3 separate regions of the Mus musculus genome follow, and all the other regions are linked to region 2. A link is a contact called in public promoter capture Hi-C and targeted proximity ligation data. All regions are on one chromosome and are shown on one strand. The core of a region is the stretch at or near the end of the contact, and the rest is flanking DNA. Distances in the headings are between cores, read along the strand shown. Region 1 has its middle 12 kb from the start of Ly6c1. Region 2 holds the start of Ly6d (lymphocyte antigen 6 complex, locus D). Region 3 holds the start of Ly6g2 (lymphocyte antigen 6 complex, locus G2).

What was found. Capture Hi-C pulls out chosen DNA fragments and counts their contacts.
Region 1: a targeted proximity ligation map of regulatory T cells shows a contact between it and region 2, with 7 times the contacts expected there. A contact is called at or near these places in 11 of 39 promoter capture datasets (the 3T3-L1 cell line, 3T3-L1-derived adipocytes, the C10 cell line and 6 more), 5 of 484 Hi-C or Micro-C datasets (cerebral cortex, embryonic stem cells, nephron progenitors and 2 more), 14 of 130 datasets of targeted methods (Th17 cells, cardiomyocytes, embryonic stem cells and 6 more) and 3 of 9 other capture datasets (adipose tissue, liver and macrophages).
Region 3: a contact with region 2 is called in a promoter capture Hi-C map of liver, with 4 times the contacts expected there. A contact is called at or near these places in 10 of 39 promoter capture datasets (the 3T3-L1 cell line, 3T3-L1-derived adipocytes, HPC-7-derived erythroid cells and 5 more) and 2 of 9 other capture datasets (liver and macrophages).

The regions. Positions count from the first base shown.
Region 1 is chr15:75,058,840-75,062,034 of GRCm38.p6, forward strand. No RefSeq gene overlaps it. Among named protein-coding and RNA genes, the nearest start is that of Ly6c1, 12 kb to the left of the region's middle.
Region 2 is chr15:74,761,551-74,764,882 of GRCm38.p6, forward strand. It overlaps Ly6d (lymphocyte antigen 6 complex, locus D), which reads right to left and starts at 2,017. Exons shown (of 3, transcript NM_010742.1): 1 at 1,959-2,017; 2 at 1,201-1,299; 3 at 506-1,038. The coding sequence starts at 2,010. The coding sequence ends at 806.
Region 3 is chr15:75,214,493-75,217,993 of GRCm38.p6, forward strand. Ly6g2 (lymphocyte antigen 6 complex, locus G2) reads left to right here and starts at 1,886. Exons shown (of 5, transcript NM_001371105.1): 1 at 1,886-1,920; 2 at 2,192-2,262; 3 at 3,223-3,339. The coding sequence starts at 2,193.

The sequences.
Region 1 (3,195 bases), core at 627-3,126, 300 kb after region 2:
GGCAGAGTTCTTCAGAAAGCAGTATATGGTTTGAATCAGCATCATATGATACACTTCTCCTACAGCCAGGATCCATGGGTGTAGGAATCTAGGGGTGGAGAAGGGAATAGTTCAACTCACTATCTCTCCTAGTGATGCTCTAGGAAAATTTTTGCTTCCTGACCCCACAATTCTAGGTTCTGCTGGCCTAGATTTTTGTTTCCAGAGAGGGGAGTGCTCCTACCAGAAACCACAATAAACATGCCATTGAAATGGACGCCCTGGTCATTTTGGGCTTCTAATGCCATTAAACCAACAGGCTAAGAAAGGAATAACAGTGTTAGGAGGAGTAGTAGATCCAGATTACCATGGGGAAATTGGATTGTCTCTCTAGCAATGGATGTAAGCAGGATTATGTCTGGAGTGCACGAGATCCCTTAGGGCTTCTCTTAGTTCCATCATATCCTGTGATTAAAGTCAATGGAAAACTACAACAGCCCAATCCAAGCAGGATGACAAAGGATGCAGACCCATCAGGAATGAAGGCATGTGTCAATCCTCCAGGAAAAGAGCCTAAGCCTGCTGAGATGCTTGCTGAGGGTGGAGGAAATACAGAATGGGTTGTAGAGGAAGGTAGTTATAAATAACAGCTAAGTCCATGTAACAATTGGCAAAAATGAGGATTATAAAGTAATATGAATGTTTCTCTTTTATTTTGTTAAGAACACATTTGTCTTTCTCCAATTTCTGTGAAGTCAATTGGTATTTAAGTTGAGATACAAAAAAATGTTCCTAAGGGACATTGGCCCATTTAAATTTAAAAATGCATTTGGGATTATAGAGGGGATAGTTGTATCATGTTAGGCATATTCATGACCTTCTTATTGTTTCAAGTGGACATGAGACATTCTTTATGTCAAGTTGAGAAGGGATGGATTGTAGTGGCTATTCCTGGTTGTCAACTTGACGATATCTGGAATGCACTACCATCCTGAATTGGAAGGCTCTTCTATGACCCTGATCTTGACGCTGGGACATGCAAGTTTCTGACCTGAATCTTGGCATGGAGATCTTGAGGCATAGTGGCTATGAATCCCAGGAGACTAAAGCAAGGAGGTCTCTGAGTTCAAGGTCATCTGGGACAAAGCAAGGCCCAGATCTAGGCATTGTGGCACATACCTTTAATCTGGGCCACACCTTCTGCTGGAGTCTAACATAAGGACATTGGAAGAAGGAAGATTTTCTCGTTTGTCTGTTTGCCTTGTGGCACTGAATAATTGCTAGATCTTTGGACTTTCTTTCACAGGTTCTACTGACCATTGTTGGGGAGTTAGACTACAAACTGTAAGTCATTAACAACTTTCCTTACTATATAGAGACCACCCATAAGTTCTGTGATGCTAGAGAACCCTGACTAATTACAGGGGTTCAGTCCAGTATCATCAAGGTGGGAACATGACATCATCCAGACAGATGTGATGTTAGAGAAGTTTAGAGTTCCACCTCTTATTCTGAAGGCACCTAGAAGAAGACTGCCTTCCAGGGAGCTAATAAGAGGGTCTTAAACCCCACGTACACAGTGACACATCTACTGTAACAAGGCCATACCTCCTAACGGTACAACTCCCTGGGCCAAGCATATAAAAACCAGTACAAACAACAATACACAACTGAAGAAAGTTTAAAGCAGCTTTTCAACCTTCAAAATTTGCAGCCACATGTGTTGAAACCCTGAGCCCTAGCACCTAGCCTGGATTGTCACAGGGCTATTAACTAAGATAAAATGAGGCATTTAAAGAAGATCATTCCCAACTCAATTGATCTATGAATAGAGGAGATCAGGGCATGGAGATGTGCAGAGCTAACCACCTGAAGACTGGAGGAGAAGATGCCACCTGCTGGCCAAGCAGAGGAACTACCTCTGTCCACAAGGCTCTCAGGCTCTTACCTCCAACCCTCTGTAAGCCAGTCTGGCCTTGAACTTGAAGTCCTTTAGTACTGGGATCATAGGTGTGTTCTCCATGCCCTGCTCTCCACACCCTCTATTAAAGGATTTACCTGGAAAAGCAGAATGTTCCATCAGTAAGGTCCTGTAATAATAGGAAGAGCTAAGGGAGAAAGTCAGCCAAAATACAGGATATGAGGTCAACACACAAAGCCAGGGATTTTTTGTTTTTTATAGACTACCAAGGAAGAGCAAGAAGAAGTGAAGAGAACACTTCTTTTTACAATAACCTAGAGAAGAAGCAAACACCTAGGCATATGTTTAAACAAAGTGGCACAAGCTTAGGATATTAAAAGCAATGAAGTGAAATAAATGAAGGAAGGCCTAAAAATGGAAGTGTGTTTGAGGCTTAAAAATAGGAAATATTTTAATTAATTAATAATTACTATTTATTAATCGTGTATGTTTATGTGCACATGTGCGTGTAACAAGTGCATGTGTACAGGTCACAAGGCAACTTAAAGGAGTTCTTCTTCTACTGTGTGGATTCCAGGCTCAAACTCAGATTGTCAGGTGGAGGGTGGAGAGACAGGAGAGAAGGAAGGGAAGGAGAGAGGGAGGAGAGGGAGGAGAGGGAGGGAGGGAGGGAGGGAGGGAGGGAGGGAGGGAGGCAGGCAGGCAGGCAGGAAGGCAGGAAGGCAGGAAGGCAGGAAGGCAGGAAGGCAGGAAGGCAGGAAGGCAGGAAGGAAGGAAGGAAGGAAGGAAGGAAGGAAGGAAGGAAGGAAGGAAGGAAGGAAGGGAGGAGAGGGAGGGGATGAAAAAGGCAAGGAGTGGTTCCTACTGAAATTCACATGAAATTGGAAGAGTCACAGAATTTTCTGGTGCAATTCTATAATCCCAGGACTCCAAAGCCAGGGGAGATAGGATCAGAAGTTCAAGAGCATCCTCAAAGTCTTAGAATGTTCATGGGTTACTTGAAATTCTGTCTCAAACTAAACAAAACAAAACAAAACAAAAACAAAAACAAAAACAAAAACCAGTGTAATACAGACAGGTATGAGTAGAGTCGAGAAGCCCACACAAACCCATGTACATGCTGGGTGATTATTAACAGTAGGGCCATGTCTGTCCGTGTCGACAATAATAGTGTTTCCACAGCTGACTCTGGAATAGCTGAGTACTGTGAATGGAGTGATCCTTACCTCACACAACACACCAAAAAATTAGTAAAATAAAATAATTAAAATCATCAAATAGATCCATAGCTTCAT
Region 2 (3,332 bases), core at 767-3,266:
TTATCCAACCACACGGCCTCACCCTATTCAGGAAACTACAGAAATCTAAGTAGCACCCAGGGCCTAGGCAGCATCAGGAACCTATTTCATGGGAAAGCAAGCAGTGGGCCTAGATAGACGGTCTCTAGGGCTGTACTCTGCTTAGGGCCCTTCTAGTCTGCATCTCGTCAGCTGGTACTGAGTCACACCTCCCACCCCAACATACATTCATCTGGAAGAGTCCCTAAGGAGTGAGTGAGGTCCTGGTAGCTGGACTCACCTTGGACCTTGGCTATGTGCAGTGCCCTTGAAACTCTATGAGGAACCTTGGGGAAACAATCTCAGGGTTGAGGCCTGGGTACACTGTCCTTCCTCCCCACATGGGACTTGGAGAGAGTTTGCCCCTTCCAAGATGGAGGTGCCTTTCAGGTCCAGTGCCAGGAGCTACTGCATGCTGCCCAGGCTTGCCCAGGGTAACATGTACCAGAAAACTTACTATCCCACTCACGACTCCACACAGCCACAGTATTGTTAGATCATTTATTTCCAAGTAGAAAAAAAATAACTGGAACAAGTACAAAATCAGAGGGGTGGAAGCATGTCTGTCCCCCATCTTCCATGCTGGGACACAAGCCACATCTTCCTGTCCTGGGGGAGGCACTGTGCTATATATGTCATCAGCTCTTGGTGCCCACCAAGACCCAGCCCCAGCCTTGAAGGGTATCCCCCAGCCTTAGCGCCTGGTGCCTCCATCATGGCTAAAGCATGGGCCGTGGGGACACTGACGACTAGAAGGGAAGGGGCAAGGGAAATTCCAAGCAGTACATTACAGGCAGAGAGCCATAACAGTGAGCAGGCTGAGGCTCGTTGCCAGGCCCAGGGTGACACTGCTGAGCAGGGCATGTCCAGGTGCAGCGCTGACCAGCCTCTCGTTGCATAGGTCAGTCTGGCAGCATTGTGTGACCTCGGAACCACTGCTGACATGGCCCTGCTGGCTGTAGTCGGAGGTGCATGAGTTTGCACACTCTTTCCTCACCAGGTTCCCATTCAGAGGCTCCACTGCACACAGAAAGGAAAAGGGCATCAGGCCTGACTTAGTGTACCCTGGCTCCCACCGAGCATCACCCACTCTTGACCACCACTTTCACCACGACTGGCCCATTCCCAGGATCAAGCCTAGGGCTGATCTCTTGGCCCTGAGGGACTTGGGCTGCCACTCACCTGAGGTGACGGTTTTGCAGAAGTAGAAGTTGGACGGGCAGACCTGAGGGTTCTTACAGTTGGCACTGTTGGTGCACACGTGACATCGAAGTGCCCAGGCTGAAGGATGAGGGTTATTGAGTCAGTCAAGTAAAGGTCTTTGCCCCAACCAGAGCCTTCGGAATTTGTCACCCTAACCTCTGCCCCAGATGCCACAAAGCTCGTGCCTGTGTTTGGCTCAGAGGGTGTCTAGATATTCCTTAAAGCCCTAGAGAGGACATTCTAGTCAGTGCCACCCCTGGGCAGAGGTGAGAAAGCAGAGGGAGTACGGAGAAGAGAGACTTTTCAAGAACCTCAGGAGATTCCTGGTCTTTGCTAAGTGTCCTCCACACCAAAGGTCTGAATTCTGAAGAGCCCGGAGAAAGAGGGACTTGACCACCCTAGTGTTGCCCAGGACAGATAAGAGGTGGCAAAGGCAGTAAGGGAAACCTCTCAAGATATCTCCAGCTCTCCTCTCTCTCAAAATGCCCCTTTTCTAAGAGTTAGTGCAAAAATTGCCTGATTCTGAAATAGTGTGATTTTAAGATCCGGTGAGTTAAGATATCAAACTCATTTTGTTTTAAATGTTAAGAGCCAAGCACCCCTAGCGTTCTCCGAGCCTAAATTCCATCTTCCCTCATTTGATGACATTCTGTCAAGCCCAGCCTGCCTAGGGATGAGTGTCTAGCATCTAGACAAAGCTATCCACCCCTTCCCAGCCCCCAAGTGCAGCCGCTCACCTGGGCTAGTGGCCACAGCCAAGACAAGGAGGACGAGCAGAGCTGTCTTCATCCTAAACATCATCTGGAAGCACTGGGGACCCTTTCTCTCCCCAGATCTTATAGATGAGACAGGAGCTGTGGGAGGATCGAGGGCAGGCCAGAAAGCAGCATGCAAATCAGGTCCACCCCACCCTTCCTGGCCCCATGCCCTCAGTACAGGCTTGGCTTCTGCCACCTGGAGGGACTGGAGTGCCTGGTCCCCTCAGCCCCGCAGCCTTCCTGAGCAGGGTTGGCTGTGGTCAGAAGCCTGGCAGACCATTCTGGTTCTTGCTCCAGACACTGGATGCTGTTGAGTCTCCATCCCTCCTGCTGTTGTCTCTGCCGCTCTCTCTGGCTCTCCGTTTCCTTGTGGATTGCGTGCCTGTACCTGGGTCACCTTGTCTTTGCCTTTCTGTTTCTGTCTGTTACTCTCGGCATCTAATCACCACTGGGTAACTCTTTCAGTCACAGCCTATGCTGGAAGTCTCAATACCTACAGGTTGGGAGGCGCAGAGCACCTTCTTCTGCTCTGGGCTCAGTGCATCGTTGACCCAGTGGGGACTTGGATCAAGGACCCAACCCCAGGGGAAACAAATGGTCCTTGTGGAGGTGACTGTGGGGTCAGGAGAGAGAAGTGAGTCTCTGTGTGTGCTGGGTATGGCCAGGTTAGGGCTATGAAGATCCCAGATCAAGTGAAGCAAAGCTATGGCTACTTGTTGGGGTCAGCGGACAAGTGTCCTTAGAACTTTCATGTGGTTCTTCTTGAGGCAGGTTTTGGACTTGGCAGGACCTGGAATCTGGAAGTCACTTGGATAAGAGCCCCTGGAGAAGGTCCAGCTCTGTCCCAAGCCTTCCCCTGTGTTGCTAGGTAATATCTGCCTCCCCTGGATTTGCTTATGGCACCTGGAAGGCCACAGGAAAGGCCTGAAATTCAGGGTCCCTGCTTCCTTGGAAAGGCCCGTACAGCTCCAGCCCCTCTTCCCTGAATACATCAGACATAGGGAGAATGAGTGGGCAGAGGGATAGGAGGGTGGTTCTGAGCCTTGGGAACAGAACTTGGGACTCCGTGACAGGGCGGTGACAGAAGAGTTGGCAAACAGGGGAAGATGAGTCATTGGAAAACTGCTGGAAAAACAGGTTTGGAGCTACTCCTGGGCTCAGTGGAGTTCTGGGGTCTGGGAATGAAGGGCAGACAAGAAATGGGGAGTCTGGGCCTGAGATTGAGAGCAGGGTGCAACAGGCTTCACACTTACACCCTGGGTAGGAGGATGTATCGGCATGCTTGCTTGCTCCCAGGGACCTCAGCCTTCATGTTGGGTCTTGGATCTGTGAGATCCATGGTGAGAAGGGTCT
Region 3 (3,501 bases), core at 636-3,135, 450 kb after region 2:
ATGCAGAGACCTAGTGGTCACGCAATGTCCTGCTCCAAACTGATATATCTACAACACAGCTCTGGAGTTTACTGAAGAAGATGGGAAAAGTGGGAAAACTCTAAGAGCCCAGGAAACAGTGTGTAATGTGAGGGCCTGACTGCTCTAAGGTATGGTTGAGGGGAAGGCTTTACTGAAGATGTGAAGGAGAGTACAGCTAGAGGCATCTGGAGGAGTTCGGAAAAGAGTAGACCAAACATGCCATGGGTGGGTGGGGGGGGGAGTGATGGAGGATGAAAAAGAGAGGAAGACAAAAGGAGAGAGCAAAAGGAAGGGGGGGGGACAAGAAGGTTCATGGTTCAAATGGCAGGGTTATATAGGAATGAGAAGCAAGGGATGTTTAGGACAGGGGTCAGGTGAGAACAGCTGAGAGGAGCCACAGGTACTGAGGGAGCCTGAAGGCCAGGGCCTGTCTTGGTATGCCAGTAGGTACCACAGAGTGCCACTTGTCCCTTCTGATAGCAATGATGAATGACTGGTTTGGGAAAGAAGGAAATGGGTGCCAGAATTTGGGAGAGTGGCAGTCCCTTTGACCCTGACAAGTAGGAAGTGTTCTCATACCTATGAAATCTTGACAGCATGGCTGCCTAAACAAGACTTGGCTCCAGATAACAAAAACAGACAGACCCGCTATCACAGAAGGGTAAACCTTGTAGGTCCCAGCCTTAGACAAAGAACTGCAGGTACCAAAAAGTAATTGTGAGAGTTAAACAGTCTTCCATGGGGAAGAGCTCCCAAACTAAGGCCAAGTACTCAGCTCTGAAATCAGATTCCTACAACTAACATTATACAGCCTGAGCACCTTGTATTTATATAGTCAGGAACATATGTGTTCAAGTGTTTTTGTTTGGGGATAACAACAATAAAATAAAATTTGGGAGTCCAAGTGGGTTATATGGGAGGAAAGGAAGGGGGAAATGATGTAACAGCTTAATTTAAAAATATTTTAAAAATTTAAAAGCACATGAGAATATGAATGCTATTACATATGGTGAAAACATAATTCTTTTTAAAAGTAAGGTATATTCTTTTTAAACAATTCAGGAGATCACACTCCCTATACATTAGATTTGAATCCATCTGTGATATTATTTAGACAACTATTTCTCACTAGTCTTTTTATTCTTGGTAAGGAAGCTATCTGGACATCATCGGCCCACTATTGTTGTAACTTAGAAGTCAAATTATAGTTAAATCTCTTCCCCCCACCCTGCTCTAATATCCATCAGAGAGGGGCTTTGTGCCGTGATCTAGCCACTCCAACAGGTACCAAAGTATCTGCAAGCCATCTCTCATCTCTCAAACCCAGCCTTCAAGACTAAAAGGAAAAAATAATGAGAAAGAATCTGTGGACTTTAGTTCCAACAATGTAAACTGCCCGTTTCTCTGGCTTCCTCTCCCCTCTGCCTAGGGCTTGTAAAAGATAGGAGAGAACCTAATCAGACGTGCCTAACATCTGACCTAAGAGGAAAGTCTAAAGTGCATCCCGAATCTTATAGAAGTGAATAGAAAGGAGCCAGCCGCTGTGAGAAAGGCATGAGAGGTTGTAGGTTCACAAACATTTGCCCCCTTACCTTGCTTTCTGAATGGCAAGCACAAGTCACCTGTGGCCCCTGCTCTTCTGACATCCTAGTCCTCCTGAATAATGGTCCCGCCCCAACTGAGTGGTTGTCCCTCACCAACTGATATAAATCTAGCTGACTAGGTCACCAACAAACCATGCTATCTCTTACAAAATAAACATGATGGTCAGAAGGAAGTAAGTACTGAAGCCCCTCCCTTTTCAGGAATCCAGCTGGGAGGAGCTGGGGAAAGAGTAAAGTACTTCAGTCCACATCTGATTGACCTTTCCACTGTGCCTGCAACCTGGTCCGGGAGGAAGTAAGGACTGGTGTCAGGAGGGAGCTGCTAGGTGACAAAGGGAAGAGCCCTCAGGATAGGGCTGTGGTGGGAGTGTGGGATTATGAAGGAAACGCTGGGTGGGTGGTGGGTGAGAGAAGTAGACAGACATGTATTCCTTGGTGAAAGCTGTGTGGGGGTTGGAGGGAGGGAAGATTGGATGCCTGAGCTCTGTGAGAGCCCAGGGATGTGATTGGTGATTTATTAACTGGCTCCAACTTCCAAGGTTTTATCTGTGTACCCTTTCTCCAAGGATGGACAGTTCTCATGCTACAAGGACCTGTGTGTTCATCCTTCTTGTGGCCCTATTGTGTGCAGAAGGAGGTGAGATGGAAAATGGGAGAGGAGCAGGAGGGTACAATGGAGATGGAAAAGGGCCTCAGGGTTGTAGGTACTCCTATTGTGTGCCCAGGACCCTGGGTATGCTGTGGCCAGTCGACTGGGGATTTGCTTGTGGTGGGTGAAGCCTCCTGTGCTGGGGTGCTTTACTGGGTCTGTAAACCAGACCCTGCTTTGCAACAATCAAAACATGCCAGAAGGACTCTTGGACCTCACTACCTGTGCCAGGAACCCTGGCCACCAGAGCAGTCTGTCCTTAGACTCTACCCTGCTGCCCTGGCCTCCCAGTCAGGACACTGGCCTGTGTGCACACAAACTGGCAGAGCCTTCTTTTCCTCCCAGCTGCCAAGTTAAGTGGTGTGGAATCCTTAATGCCTGACATTTGGCTTTTCCTTTTGCCCCAGCCAATGAGACCTGAATGCCAGAACTTCACAACTCTAAGAGCTCTGAGCTCTCAGATGCCTCTATACTTCTAGTCACATCTTTATTTGGGGAAGCCTCATAGTGAGCCTCAGCTTTGAGCTGGACAGTGGGAAGTTATGTGATCTGTCATGGGCCAATAACCAGGGGCCAGCTCTGCATGTTAAGGGTGGGACAGGTCAGAAGAGCCCTCTCCATCTGAGGGCCCCAGTAACTACTTACACACCCACTCACAGGTTCAGCAGACATTTGGTATCTATGTCTTCCCAATATGGTGAATGTGTCTCAAATACCTCTAGGGGTGCAGGTCTCTTCTGTGGGGCTGGCTAGTTGAGACAGCAGTACAGAGCACATTTGAACAATGGATGCTCTTGTTTTGCTTTTGCTTTTCGTGGAGGTGAATGGGCAGCAATGTCCTTGCTCTGTTCTAGTGGCCAGCAGCTGTGTGGACTTAAAGACATTGAGAGGACATGTTTGGCCTAGGAAGGGCATGCCCTAGCACTCATGTATTGTCTTCTTTCTCAGCTCAGGGGCTGGAGTGCTACTGTTGCCTGGGGGTCCCACTTGAGACTTCCTGCAAAACAATGACCTGCCCCTACTCTGATGGATTCTGTGTTACTCAGGAAGAAGAAGTTATTGTGGGTATGTGCCCTGTGGCCTATAAAAGGTGGCTGAGTGTGGCTTTGGAGCAAATGTTGGGTCTGTTACTTGTGGACCATGGTTTCCCTCCCTCCAAGTACAGCTTTCCTGTGATTGAAGTGAGACTCCTGCAATGTGGGGAACGTTGGAGTCCAGGGATGTGCT